2 separate regions of the Sus scrofa genome follow, and region 1 is linked to region 2. A link is a contact called in public HiChIP or PLAC-seq data. All regions are on one chromosome and are shown on one strand. The core of a region is the stretch at or near the end of the contact, and the rest is flanking DNA. Distances in the headings are between cores, read along the strand shown. Region 1 has its middle 100 kb from the start of NEBL. Region 2 has its middle 22 kb from the start of SKIDA1.

Region 1 (6,753 bases), core at 869-3,368, 150 kb after region 2:
GCTGAAGCGAATGATTATATAATCCCCCTAACAGCTCCTCCTTCAGGAACACATCAGTAGCCAGATGCTACCAAAATTTGTCTTCTCTGAATAATTTATCTTTGAATAACTTATAAAACACTAGCAAGTTAGAGAATTTCTAGGTTACCTTGAAGGCATATATTGCATTGTTTTGAAAGTGAAATCTCGGGTTTCTTGCCTTTCAATTCTTTTTTTTTTTTTTTTTTTTTTGCTTTTTTTGCTTTTTAGGGCTGCACCCTCGGTACGTGGTTCCCAGGCAGGAGTCGAATTGGAGCTACAGCTGTTGGCCTTCGCTCCAGCCACAGCAAGGGAAGATCTGAGCCGCATCTGTGACTACACCACAGCTCAGGGCAACACCAGATCCCTGACCCATTGAGCGAGGCCAGGGATCAAACCAGCATCTTCATGGATACTAGGCAGAATTGTTTTCCGCTGGGCCACAAAGGGAACTCTGCCTTTCAATTCTTTATCACAGTTCTTTTCTACTGGTGATTAATTGGGAGAGGGTGGAGGTAGGGCGGGATTTAAGACCTTTTGCTTTGCCTCAGAGGGATTTGGTTAGGAGCCACTGCTTTAAACTGAGACGCTCAGGAATCGACTCTTTGAATATACATTTATCATGAATGATTTTCCTATAAATCAGTGAATCTCAAGCCTTTCTGCACATCAGCCTCTCCTGGGAGGTGTGTTTAAAATATTGATGCAGAGCCCAACTTTGGGCCGACTGAACGGAAGTATCTGAAGGTGGAGGCCTGGTATTGTGTTTTTTAAAAGCATCCCAGGTAATTAAGAGGCTTAGTGAAGGATGAGAACTCTTATAAATGCACATTCTCTAACTCCTTAGGTCTGTAAACGAAGCAGTAACCACCATTATTATCAAGGAACAGAAATCTTGCAGAGGTGAAAACCTTTAAAGGGCATTTTTAAAAAAAGGCATTGTTTTGGGAGAACTCACTGGTTTAAGGGCAACTAATTGCACGGCAGTAATAGTAAATAAAAAAAAAGTGAGTCATTTATATATGAAACCCTCCAAGTGTGTGCTTTCCACTTAGAATTCATATCATCAGATGCTCCCATTAGAAATAAAATGAGATGAAGGGAACAGTAGGAAATGAAGCAGGCAGAGGATGCTCTCAGGAGATGGAGGTGACAGGGCCGTGACATTTCTGAGGGCAGGTGACTAGGGTCATGGAGAGCCAGCAAGAGGCAGTGGGTGGGGCTGTGGCAGGTGGGGGAGAAATGTGAACAAGGGAATTGGCAGCAGTGCAGAGCTGTGAGGCTCAGGGGCTAGGGTTCAGGGGCTGGAGAGGGGCCAAGAGAAGCCAGGAAGAAACTGGAATCAGAGGCAGGTGTCGCATGATGCCCGGGCCACAGAAAGAGATGGAGTCTCAGGTCCTCAGACTGGAGCTTAGGCACAGGGCTCCATCCCATGGAGTCGGCCAAGAGTCCACTGCAGGCGAATAAGCCCTGGCGAGGGCCTGAGCTAGCCGAGCATGAAACTGAGAAAGACAACCCCAGAGAGCTATAAAGGTCCCCTCGCCAGCAATGTGCTTGGGACCAGAGGCTGCAGGGGTGGTGAAAGGAGCAGAATCCTCTCAGTCCCACCAAGGGTTGTTTCCACCCAGGGGAACTGCTGCGTCCATCAGCATTCTCTTCCCACTCAGCTGTTTACGTGTCCAGCTTCCCACCGTGACCTTCAGCTCCCGAAATTAAGGAATGTGGCTACCCTTGTCTATGACAGAGAGGGTGCTAGAATTTCTTGGGAGTTCTCGTTGCGGCTTAGCGGGTTAAGAACCTGACACAGTGTCCCCGAAGATTTGGGTTCGACATCTGGCCTCTCTCGAGGGGTTAAGGATCTGGCGCTGCCGTGGCTATGGGGTAGGCCAGCAGCAGCAGCAGCTCCGATTTGACTCCTAGCCTGGGCACTTCACATGCTGCAAGTGCAGCCGAAAAAGAAAAAAAAAAAAACAAACAAACACAGGATTTCTTGAATAAACAAAATTTTGCACTTACCTTTCACCCCCTAACTCATAACAGAGGACAAATCACAGTTCTCAGCTGCTCAGTGGACATTCTTGTTGGGGGATGTTCACTCATGTGTGACCCAGAGGACAGGAAAGCCTCAGGGACGCTGACAGTGACTTGAGAGCCAGCTTCCCTCCTAAAGGGGAAAAAGAACTGTAGGTCAAGAAATGTAGGCCAGTCAGCCAGCAGGGCAGTGACTCAAATGGGGTTGGATGTCAGAATCACAGCAAAACACAGACTCTGGGACCTTACCTCTTCGATTCTGACGCAGTTGGTAGGTCTGAACCAGGGTGCAATGGGTCTGCTTTGAAAAGGCTTCCAGGTGGCCCTGGGCGCACACAGCTGGGTGGGGAGCGGGAGCTGCCACTAGTCGGCTGCTTTTACCCTGGTCTCACGCCGCACGCAGCCCGTTTCCTCTGACACCGGCTTTCTGGCAGCCAAGCTTGGGGTGATGACAGGGCTTCCCAAGGCCTCCGAATGCCACCCTCTTGCTTCTGCATCTCTTGAGGCCTTGCTCTGTGCTCACTCTCCTTGGACAGGGCCTTGTGAGTGCGAGCTCCTGGGCGGCCAGCGGGATCTGTCCTTGGCAGTGAAATCCCAACTCAACTGGATCTGCTCCAGCTGGAGGTTTCTTGGCATCAACTCAAGAATGCAGGCACGCTGGAGGAGGAGACTTTCTTCTCTGTATCTGAGGATGAATGCCCACTACCCAGCAGGGGAGGGGCTGGTGCAAGGGTCGGTGGGGGTGGGTCAGCTCCAGACCTAGAGTTGGGGAGGGAGTTAACCCATTAGTACCCATTAACATCTTAGCAGGGACTAATTCATCAGAAAAGGTATTTAGGAGTCCCTGTTGCGGCTCAGTAGGTTAGGAACCCAACATTGTCTCTGTGAGGCTGCAAATTCGATCCCTGGCCTCCATCCAGTGGGTTAAGGATCTGGCATTGCTGTGGCTATGGCCGGCAGTGGCAGCTCCAATTCAACCCCTGGCCCAGGAACTTCCATATGCTGCAGGTGTGGCCATAGAAAGAAAAAAAGAGGGAGTTCTCGTGGTGTAGTGGAAACGAATCCAACTAAGATCCATGATGATACAGGTTCAATTCCTGGACTCCCTCAGTGGGTCAGGGATCCAGTGTTGCTGTGAGCTGTGGTGTAGGTCACAGACATGGCTTGGATCCCGCATTGCTGTGGCTGTGGTGTAGGCCGGCAGCCGCAGCTTCCATTTAACTCCTAGCAAAAAAAAAAAAAAAAAAAAAAAAGAAAGAAAGAAAGAAAGAAAAGAAAAGAAAAGAAAAGAAAGAAAGAAAGAAAATAAGTCACTTATATCCAGGAGTGAGGAAATGAGATAGTGAGGGGAGGTCTTTAAGGATGCCCACAAGCCTGAGAAGGGCCGCATGCTGAGCTTTGCCTGGAATGGGGAGTGGGGATGGGCCCTTTCCTGCTCTGGCATGTTTGTTCAGTCATCAAATATCAGTCCTGATGCTCTCCCCCCTGTGCACCCCGTGGTGTTCTGAGCACTAGGGACACACACACAGTGAACAGGACAGAGAAGGCCTGGCTCTGATGGGACTCGCAGCCTGGTACTTGCAGCTGCAGCTTCCTGAGGACGGTGGTCCTGCAGGGCCAGACCATCAGATGCCGGCTGAGACTCAGAGACATGTCTCTTCCTTCCAGTTGTCTGTCCTCAGGCCCACTCTGGGCAGGAGCAGATGCCAGGTGCAGGCGATGTCACACTCCTGCACTGTGGGTGCAGCTGCTGGCTGCCTCCTGGAGCAGCCTTTCGTCCATGGAGAGGTGGGGAGTGTTCTGGGCACTGCAGCCCAGTGGGCATGGCTGGCCCTAGATGCCCATCAGATTCTGAGACACTGGCTCTGGGACACAGGAGCCAGCCTTCAGTGTTGGACCTAATGAAAAAGGCCAAAGGCTGGAGAGACCCCTAAGTGTCATAAGGAACTAAAAATAAATAAAATACCTAGGAATTTGTTGCCAAGTTTGAATAGAAAGGTAACGTCATACTCAAGATTCTGACTTTGGATTTAAAAAGCCTTGGGTTCAACTAGCAAGAATCTGTCTTTGGCTTTTGCTGTGCAGGAAATGAAACAGACTAACATTGAAGGTTTAAAGGGAGCGTACAGAGGGATGCCAGGGAACCTGGAAAGAGAGGAAAAGATTGGCCAATTAGTATATTTACATGGAAGGTAATTATCATATGAAAAATGGGGGATTCTTACCTGAGAAATTGACAGTTACTGAGAGCCCAGGTTTGGTTATTTGCAGTTTCTCCCTCCCTCTGCCATGGAAAATGATTTAGTTTCTCTTCCTTTTTCTCATTCCTTGCATGCCTTCTCTTTTTACCTCTCCTCTGATTCAATTCTGCAAATGTCAGAGTGCAAAAAACTATTATGCTGCTGGACAAAAGTGCCGGCTCTTTGTAACAGTCATAGGCTCCTGTGGTTGGTGAGGCAGGAGACCCTTGCTGTCCTCTGCCTGTTCATAGCAGCACACCTGACTTGCCCAGAAGGATGGGCTCCTTCGTTTTTGTTTGTCTGTTTGTTTTGCTTTTTAGGGCTGCATATGCGGCATATGGAGGTTCCCAGGCTAAGGGTTGAATCGGAGCTGCAGCTGCTGGCCTCCACCACAGCCTCAGCAATGCTGGATCGTTAACCCACTGAGCGAGGTCAGGGATGGAATCTGTGTCCTTGTGGTTACTAGTCAGGTCTGCCACCGCTGAGCCACATCAGGAGCTTCTCCTTCATTTTTTGAAGAACTCAGAGGAGGAAAGGCCCTGATCTCCCTTGATAACTTATCCCAAGCCTGGTGTCCTCATTGGCAGAGATTATTTTCTAGCTGAAGTCACTGCTGTGGAAGCTGAAGCTCATTTCCTTTTGTTCTGTCCTCACTGGAGACCGTGAGCAGCTGGTCTCCATCCTCTGAGGAATATCCCTTTAAACCTTGCGGGCCGTTGTGAAACCGCTCTAGGCTTTCTTTTCCTCAGACGAAGAATCATAGCCTCTTTCCTCCAGCCCTCATGGGTCCTATTTTCCAGCCCCTTTCACATCTTTGTTCTTTGAATGCTCTCAGATTTTTCTAAGGTCTTCCCCTTTGAAAGTTATTTGAAGGAAAACAGCAAAAGGGACTTTAGATGCACTTGGTACTGGCCGCCCCCTCCCGTCACCACCAGCCTTCTTGCTCCCACTGGTGACTGGCTTCTGGGGCCTAGACCCCCCCAGGCCAACCTATGCCTGAGGGCTGAGCAGCCACTCGGGAGGCCAGTGGGCTCATCCGCTGGACCACCGGCCAAGAACGTGAGCCTTAGCTCGGCACTGGGCTCACCTGAACTGAAAACAGTGCCTCGCATTTGTCAGGCTCTCAAGGACTTTCTGAATGAACCCCTGTCCCTCTACGGTCTTGCCTGGACTTCCCTTGGGTAGCACAGGCAATCTAAACCCTGACTGCTAATGTGAAAAATCCCTTTGGTCAAGAAAAGAAATTACATCAGAAAAGTCTCCTGGTTATGCTGAGCACAATGATGCCTTGGGCACCTGGCCTTGTTAGTGGGGGTGGCAGTGGGGTGCGGGATGGAAGTAACCGGAAAGTGCAGCTGGGGGACTCAGGTGCCCTAGGAGGGAGATTAAGGTCCAAGGCGGATGACTGGGGATGAATGAGGATAGGGGCCTGTAGGGTAGTTGGAGGAATAGTTGTTCAAACAGGTACTAAGGACTCTGCTCACCAGGCGATGGAGACAGTGGGCAAAGGCTTGGGAAGTGACAGGTGTAAATGGGGACTGGGTAGCTCAAGGGACTCAAACGTGGAGAGAGAGATGCAGGGACGGAGGACAGGAGAGAGAGATTAAGGTGAGGTCTGCATCCCAGGATATGACCAGCAAGGATATTAATACATTCCTTAGAATATTCTTGGACATGAGGATAAGGAGAACTCATTCAGAAAGAGCTTCACTTTGTCAGAGTCCATACGGTTTAAAATGTGCTTTATGGGAGTTCCCGGGTGGTCTAGTGGCTAGGACTTGGTGCTTTCACTGCAGAGGCCCAGGTTCAATCCCTGGACTGGGAACTGAGATCCCACATGAAGCTGTTGCACTGTGCAGCCAAAAAAGTTAAAGCATTTTTTAAAATGGGGAGTTTGGAGTTCCCATTGTGGCTTAGCAGGTTAAGACCCCAACTAGTATCCATGAGGTTTCAGGTTCAATCCCTGGCCTCGCTCATTGGGCTAAGGATCTGGTGTTGCCATGAGCTGTGGTATAGGTCAAGGATGTTGCTACACCACAGCTGGCAGCTGCAGCTCTGATTTAACCCCTAGCCTGGGAACCTCCATATGCTGCAGGTGCAGCCCTGAAAAAGAAAAAAAAAAAAAAAAAGGAAGTTCTCTTGCGGCACAGTGGGTTAAGGATCTGGTGTTGTCACTGCAGTGGCTTGGGTCATTGCTATGGTGTGGGTTTGATCCCTGGCCCGGGAACTTCCACATACCATGGGCATGACCAAAAAAATAAAATAAGATAAAACAGAATGACCTTGGAGTTCCTGTCGTGGCTCAGTGGTTAACGAATCTGACTAGGAACCATGAGGTTGTGGGTTCAATCCCTGGCCTCGATCAGTGGGTTAAGGATCTGGCGTTGCTGTGAGCTGTGGAGTAGGTCGTAGACGTGGCTTGGGTCCCACATTGCTGTGGCTATGGTGTAGGCCGGTCGCTATA
Region 2 (7,098 bases), core at 2,304-4,803:
GGGGTGGGGAAGAAGAGAGGTGGCTAGGCCCTTGGCAAGGCCTCAGGTGAGGGCCAGGCCGGGTGGTGAGGAGGGGCTGGAAGGCCGCAGGAGGGGGGAGGGGCAGGGCCTCGTCATTCCGAAGGTTTTGGCGTTTTCGAGAGGGGTTTTTCGCAGGAATTCGCACGGCCTGCCTCCGGGGCAGCGCACCCCCGCCCCTTCTTGCCGAGCAGGTCGCAGGGAGCTCGAGTTTCCGCCGAGGCCCTGCGCCGGGGCCGCTCGCGCTCCTCCAGCCTCGGAGCGCAGGCCTTTCCCGCTTGCTGAGAAAGGGAAAAGCGCGCGCCGGGTCACGCGGGTGGAGATCGTGCCTGTGCGGAGCCAGAGCTGTTCTTCTCGGAAGCCACACTGACGCCGGCCAGCCCTATACACTCGGCCGGATTGGCGGGCGGGAGAGGGGGTCGCCGGGCAGTAGCTCCTGCGAAGGGCGGCCGAGATTCCCGGGTGTCGTGGGGCTGCTGGGAACCGGCGGGCTGCAGAGAGAAGCAGGCCCCAGGCGGCTCGTTCTCTCCCTTCCAAAGGGTTTCTTGGAACTTTTGAACCCTTTACTTTAAAGTGATTGATCGTGTCCCACCAGAGAGCGGCTCCACCCCCCATCCCCATCTCCGCTGCCTCCCCTGATCACCGCGGCTCCTAGGGTGCGGGGAGGCCCGCGGGGGCCGGGGTCGCAGTATTCGGAGATGCGAGCCGCGAGCACCAGCATTTGTGTATGAATGCATGTCAAGCAGGCTGGGCCAGAGCGGATGTGGCGATTTTGGATGAGTCCTGGCGTAAGAGCCCATTAGGGGAGGGTCGGATCGCGTCTCTGCACCCAGAACCCTCTATAAGTGAAAGACGCAAGCGCCAGCTTTTCCCAGGAAACCAACCCGGCACGGCTGCCTCCCTCAATGGAACTCCTCGCAGGAGCCGGGGTCCGCACTGGGAGCTTTCAGGGAACACGGGATGAAGGCTCATAGACTCCACGTGAAGTTGATCATTAATTTGGGCAGCTCTGAGCCAGTAACAAACTTAACGCGTCTGGCTTTGGGAATGTCCCGGAGCTGCGACCCAGGCGTGGATGACCCAGGACTGCGGATGGGAAATTCGAGTCTCGGAGGCTCCCGGACGTGTCTGAGGGGTTGGGCAGCGCCCCCCCCCCCCAGGGGCAAAGGTTGGCTCTTCCTCGTCCCCAAATAAATTCTTGGTTAACTAGTGTAGACTAAACACATTAGTGTTATTAAATGGGGTAAAACAGACGGGGTTGAAAGCGGGGGCATGCCAACTGGACCCACACCCGGTCATACTTCTCTTCCGGTGACAAGTCAGGGTGCTTCCAACACGAAAATAGAAATGTAACATTCAACTGGACGAATTAATTTTTGACGGATTTACGGTATGATTTTCTTTCAAGCGGTATTCATTGGTTCTTTCCATCCATAGTGTGGTCCAAAGACAGAAATATAAACAAGCACTTTCTGCTTTGCGGAAACCCCTTAACAGTATCTCCCAAAGAAAGATCAAGACACTTTGTGAATTCTCCCCAGATAATGCCTCATATTCCGAATGACTGATCAGAGAACTCTGGTATTGTTAAATAAAATGAGAGGAAGGCGAGTGACGTGGGAGTCGAACAATGGCATTTCTGAATCAGTTTGCTTGATTGACGTTTGGGAGCTTCATGACCCCAGGGAATAGGACTCATTACGGTGAATACACCAAAACATCAACCAAGATTAGAACTCTAGATCCTGTTTTAATCCCATTTCAGTCTAAATTATAGTGGGAAATTATAAAATCCAAGAGGAGAGAATTATTCCATCATATATTGACCTAAAGTTTTAATTGCTCCAAGGGGGGGAATAAAAGTGGAAAGCCAATATTCTTTCCATCACTTTAGGACTCGCACTGACAATTAAGTAAAGGGTAAGAATTTGGAAGGGTAGGTACTAAGAATATTTATGTGGTATAAAACAGTTTATATTTATTTGGGGAGACAGGCTGGAGAAATGTATAGGGAGCTTTTGTGCGTGTGTAAGAGAAAATATATAATCCTCCTCTACTGGATAAAAAGTGAGGATCATCAGTGAATTGATGCTAAGAAATGATTAAATGCCTTAAAGCTGGGGTCTAAATTTCCATTATTATTTAGAAGACTTCTCTGTTTCTCAGGAGGGGATTTTTTTTTTTAATGTCAAAATTGTTAAATGTGAATTTAATCCAGGAAATCGGTGAGAGCTGATGTTCAAGTTGGAAAAACAGAATGTGTTTGAGCAAAATCTCTTCTCAACCACAGAAAAGTGTGAAATAGAGTGGGCCCTGTGTTAGGTGGGAGTATAGTCCATTGCAACTTCACATTACAAAAAATGTTGATTCTTCAATGGACCTTATCCTCAAATCTCAAAAACTTGAAAGATTGGAAGTCTTAAGTATTATATATTAAATTTAACTGATAGAATACAGAAAGACAAAACTGTGGTTAAAGATGTTATTATGCTGTATTCTAATTTTCAGCATCTAATTACAGCAAAGGGAAATGTAACAGGAGTACATAAAAGTAGACCAAATATGTTATAAATTATGGAATAGAAAGGATTGTTGCACAATACAGGTTCACAATCTTATATTTTGAGGGGCAGATTTTAAAGAGAAGCCTCTCTGTTGCATGGGAACTGGGAATCATGAGAATTATTTATGCAAGGAACAAAAATTAATTATTAGGAATTCAGTAATCACCAAATAAACTCTGAGCTTTGAGGTTAAAAATAGAAGACTATCTTCATGTTCAATTATACAGTATCAATTACTAATACAACTGATGTTTCAGCATCTCCATGAGACCAGATACCATCTTCTATGGAGATATCTTGGTATTAATTAATGACTGCTTTATTCTCATTATTCACAAGGAAAAATAGGGGTCGTGTCACATTAAAATTAAGATTATCTTAGTTTATCTGGGCTCTTAAACAAAGATCATTCAAAGTAATTATATTTTGAATTAACAAAGGTAGGCAATTTATCTCGGGTTTTTTTTTTTTTTTGGTTCAAAGACAAAAAATAAAGATAAAAAATCAGCAAAATTTCATTTTGAAGATAGAAAGAACCAAACAAACATGTCTTGACTTTTGCAATATTTCCCTTGCTAAAGGGGGAATGAGGGAACTATAAAAGACGTGACTTTGCAAAGTCAAGTCCTTTTTAAAAGACTCAGATCGAAATTCTTGCTATGCAACAAGGATTCAGGTTTGATTAATTTTCTGCAAGCGACGTGACAGCGGTGTTTTAAAAGATTAATTAAAATTGAAGTGATACGGAGCAGGAATTCAACCTGCAGAGGCGTCCCAGGCGCCTTGGGGGGGCTTTGCAAGCGAGTCCCAAGCCCAAACTATGGGCTTTCCCGAGCCTGGGACGCAGCTCCCTGTCTCCTGGAGAGGAACGCGGAATTTGGCAAGGCGCCCGCCTGGCCGCCTGGCATCCCGAGCTGGCCGCCAGCTCTCGGGGGTGGAGACGGGGTGTGTCCCGGGGAACCCGCTGCCTTGAGAACTGCTGGCGCAGCTTTCGATCAGCCAGTGAGGTCCAGGGCCACTCCGAGAGGCCTGAGGAGACTCCAGGCAGCCTCGAGCTGACGGCCCCAGGCTGCGTCCAATTTCCGGGGGGAGGGGACACCGATTTTGTACCTGGGCTCACGTGGAGCCCCCTCCAGGGTCGTGAGCGTGGGAGGCGCGTGGATAGCGCTCTGCGAAGACGCATCCCCAGAGCTGAGGACGTGGAGGGCTCGGTCGTTGGGCTGCGGCTGCCGGGCCAGGGAACCGGCCTGCTGGGCTGTCCTGCCTCTTGGGCTCGGACTCGGGATTCCGGGAGGCCCTTCGCTGCTCTGCCGCCCAGCCACGTCCCCCTACCTTTTCGCTCACTTTCCCGCCCGGCTTCTCCCCTCCCCCCGCATCCCTGTGCCCTCGCTCCCCTCCGCGACGCTTCGCCCGAGTAAGGAATCAGCGGCGTGCAATTGTAACTACTCAAGGAGACACAATCGCGGGAGCTCTCGGGGTCGCGCGCGGCGGAGAGGCGATGCGGGTGGCGCCCCAGAGGGTGGGTGGGGGAAGCAGGGGGCGTTTGTTTGCAATTCGCCTCCCCTCGGCGCGAAGTACGGTGTCCCCTTCTCTCCACCTGGGGGCAGGGGTCCGGACCGTGAGGCCGAGCCGCGCGGGGCCCTCTCTTGGCTGCGTCGGCGGGATAGGTTCTGTGCCCGTGGGTCCCCGGCTGCGCGGTGGGGGCGCCGCCGGGCGGCCTCCCGGCTGGGTCAAGCCTCCGCCCAGCGGCGACGCGGGGAAACCCCTGCCCCTGCGGCGGGTCCTAGGGGACACATCCTGAAAGGATCCCTGGGGGTTCTCCGCGCTGCGGAGGCGACACGGTTTCTCCCACCCCTCCCGTCTGCCTCTCCCACCCTCGTCCCGGAGACCTCGGAGTGGCGAGAAGTGGGAGGGGAGGCGGGTAAACAGAAGGCGAAGGCCTGGGAGCCGGAGCTGGGGGAATCAGGGTCGGAAAGGAGGCACTGAGACGCGGAGAAGAGGCTGTGGGGCCAGGCGGGCTCGGCTTAAGAGGGCGGGGTGGGGGGCGAGGCGAGAGTCCCTTCCCTTCCCATCCGAGTGGCGCAAGGGCCCCTCTTCCCCGGGGAACCCCCACCCAGCAGCTTCCAACCTCGAGAACAAAGGGTCTGGGAAGCACGGTCGGGGTCGGGGAGCAGAGGTGGAGGGAGGCAGGAAGGCAGGCGGTGGGGGCAGGGGAGGGTGCCTCGCCACATTTCCTCTCGCGGCCGAATGACGGAAAGCTCCCTACAGCAAACGCCTCACCGAGGCCGCTTCAAAATCCGGAGGGCTCGGGTTCCTTACCTAACGGCTGCACTCGCTCCCTTCCTCCCCCAGCGTCCCCACCCCCTCCGGGGACTGCGGCCCGGGAGCTGCAAGGCCGGCGGCGCACCGCGACGCGGACGGAACAGCGGGGCAGCAGCGCCTCCTGCAGGTGCCGTGCGCCTCCGCAGCCGCCGCGCCGCACCGGCTCTTAAGGTGGAACCGGCCTCGTTTCCCACCCGCGCGTTCGGCTCTTCCGCAGCAGTGCTTCCACCCGCCGCAAGCCTCGCGCGAGAAGCTGGCCTGGCCACCCCGAACTGTCGGAGTCTGCTGGTTCCTGCTACTCTTTCCCTGATCCCTTGGTCTCACTACCTGCAGGTCTTCGTCCGTGGATGCCCCGGTATCGATTTCGACAACCACAATTGATAACTCCCTGCTGGTATAAAAGGATGCGTAAGTCACGCGTCCGGGCGTAAAGACCAAAACAGCGTTTCTTTAACTGAAGAGCAAACTTTTATTTTCGTTTATTAAAAGCAGAAGGCCAGCGGGAAAGGGTCGCCAAGGGTTGTTGACTTGTCCATGGGTCTTTCTACTCCAAATGTTCAGGATGAGACTGGCCGGTACGGGAATAGCATTTGACGCCCACAACTTGCAGACTCTTGGGAAGGTGCGGGTGCAAGGGGACGGAAAGGCGCTGGGGCCCCGTAGGAAACCCCTCCTTCTTTATCTCCAGGTTCAGCTTACTCTGGCTCCGATGCTTTGTTTATTTGGTGAAAGCAAGGAACCTGTAGAGTATCGAAGAGCAGATTTTCTTTCTTTTTTTTTAACTAAACGTGCCTGTGCGTGTAAACTCATCGTTTCTCGGGTATAAGTAACCTCAGCGAACTCGAGATTCTTGGGGAAAACCTACGAGCCCCGAGCGGGGCACAAACAAGCCAACTCTGGTTCCGGTGCCATCTGCAATAAATTCCTTTCCTCCGCTCTTCCTTCCATGCCCTGGAGAGGGTCCCCCCTGGGGTTGTCCCAGGATTCCTGCACACCCAGGATCCGGAGTCTCCAAGTTGGGTCCCAGAGCCGGTAGGGCGGGGGTGGGGGGGAGGGGAGGCAGCGAAGGCCGCGGGAGGGAAGTTTATGGGCACAGTGGGAACCTGCCAGTGCCCCCGCGCGCAGCCTAGGCCCCGCCCTGCTGGGTTCCGCCCCAGAGAAGCCGAGCCCTGGGTCGGGCCACAGCGGGAGATGCTCGCTCCGGCAGGTGCCTCGGGGTCACACCTACCCTGGGGGTTGCAAACCGCAAGCGAAAGTCGAGAAGGGCTAGAGCTTTCTCTCTAATCCGTTTTACACAGTGAAAACCGCAAAGCTGTCGCCTAGCCGGCCACTTTTTAATTGGGAGGCAAACAGACGAAAAGCCAAACAAACGCTCTGGAGCTGACTCTCTTTCTTGGTGTTTTTCCTTCTCAACGAGAAGCCCGCTCTCTGGTGAAGAGGGAAACGGATCTGCATGTTCGCTCCTTTTGGGGTCTGGACTGGCGGCGTCCCCAGCGCGTGGGGCGGCCTGGACTGAGCCCGCTCACCACCCTCTTCCCGCGACTCGTGGGTTTTCACGCGCACCCCGTCTCTTCACGGGTCACACCGAGGCCACACGCACCGTGCAAGCTCCATCCCGCGCTTTTTCGCTCGGGCTCAAGGGTCGGTGCTTGGGTATTGGGAGCTCTGAGTGCTTTGAATTGTTCCCAGACTCAGGTTCCCGCGCAGCCAGGGGCGGGAGGGGTATGGGTTTGGGCCGCCAGGCAGGGAGCTCGGAGATCCCCCCAAGCCGACCACAAGAAGCACTTGCAGACGCTCAGTTGTCCTTGGGGACACACTGCGCGGCACTGGAGCAAACTCTCAGCCTACCGCTAGTTGTGTGTGTGTGTGTGTACGCGCGCGCGCGCTCAGTCCCTAGGGAAACCCTCTAGAGAAAAGGAAGAGCAGAAGGGGGTGGGTAGGGTGGGGGTTCAGGTGGGCCGAGTCCCAGGAGAGTGGGTGTCCCCTTACCACGTTGATGTGTTAAGAAGGATCCTACGTGGAAAATACTGTTTAGTCAAACTTGTGGTCGTGGATGTACAAGGAGGGAAAGAAGGCAAAAGAAAGGAGACAGATCTTACTAAAAAAAAACAGTAACAAGAGTTTCCCTCGTGGCTCAGTGGTTAACGAATCCGACTAGGAACCATGAAGTTATGGGTTCCATCCCTGGCCTTGC

What was found. HiChIP or PLAC-seq counts read pairs in DNA pulled down with a chosen protein or histone mark.
Region 1: an H3K27ac HiChIP or PLAC-seq map of skeletal muscle shows a contact between it and region 2, with 2.1 times the contacts expected there. The contact joins two enhancer-like sites. A contact is called at or near these places in 1 of 47 Hi-C or Micro-C datasets (embryonic fibroblasts) and 1 of 2 datasets of contacts at active chromatin or transcription factors (skeletal muscle).

Annotation. Positions count from the first base shown.
Region 1 is chr10:53,498,228-53,504,980 of Sscrofa11.1, forward strand. No RefSeq gene overlaps it. Among named protein-coding and RNA genes, the nearest start is that of NEBL, 100 kb to the right of the region's middle. Within about 2 kb of position 2,119, at least 21 of the 83 cell types and tissues checked have an H3K27ac peak or open chromatin away from gene starts, as enhancers often do. A contact at or near this core is called in skeletal muscle, where this site is marked.
Region 2 is chr10:53,348,183-53,355,280 of Sscrofa11.1, forward strand. No RefSeq gene overlaps it. Among named protein-coding and RNA genes, the nearest start is that of SKIDA1, 22 kb to the left of the region's middle. Within about 2 kb of position 3,554, at least 52 of the 83 cell types and tissues checked have an H3K27ac peak or open chromatin away from gene starts, as enhancers often do. A contact at or near this core is called in skeletal muscle, where this site is marked.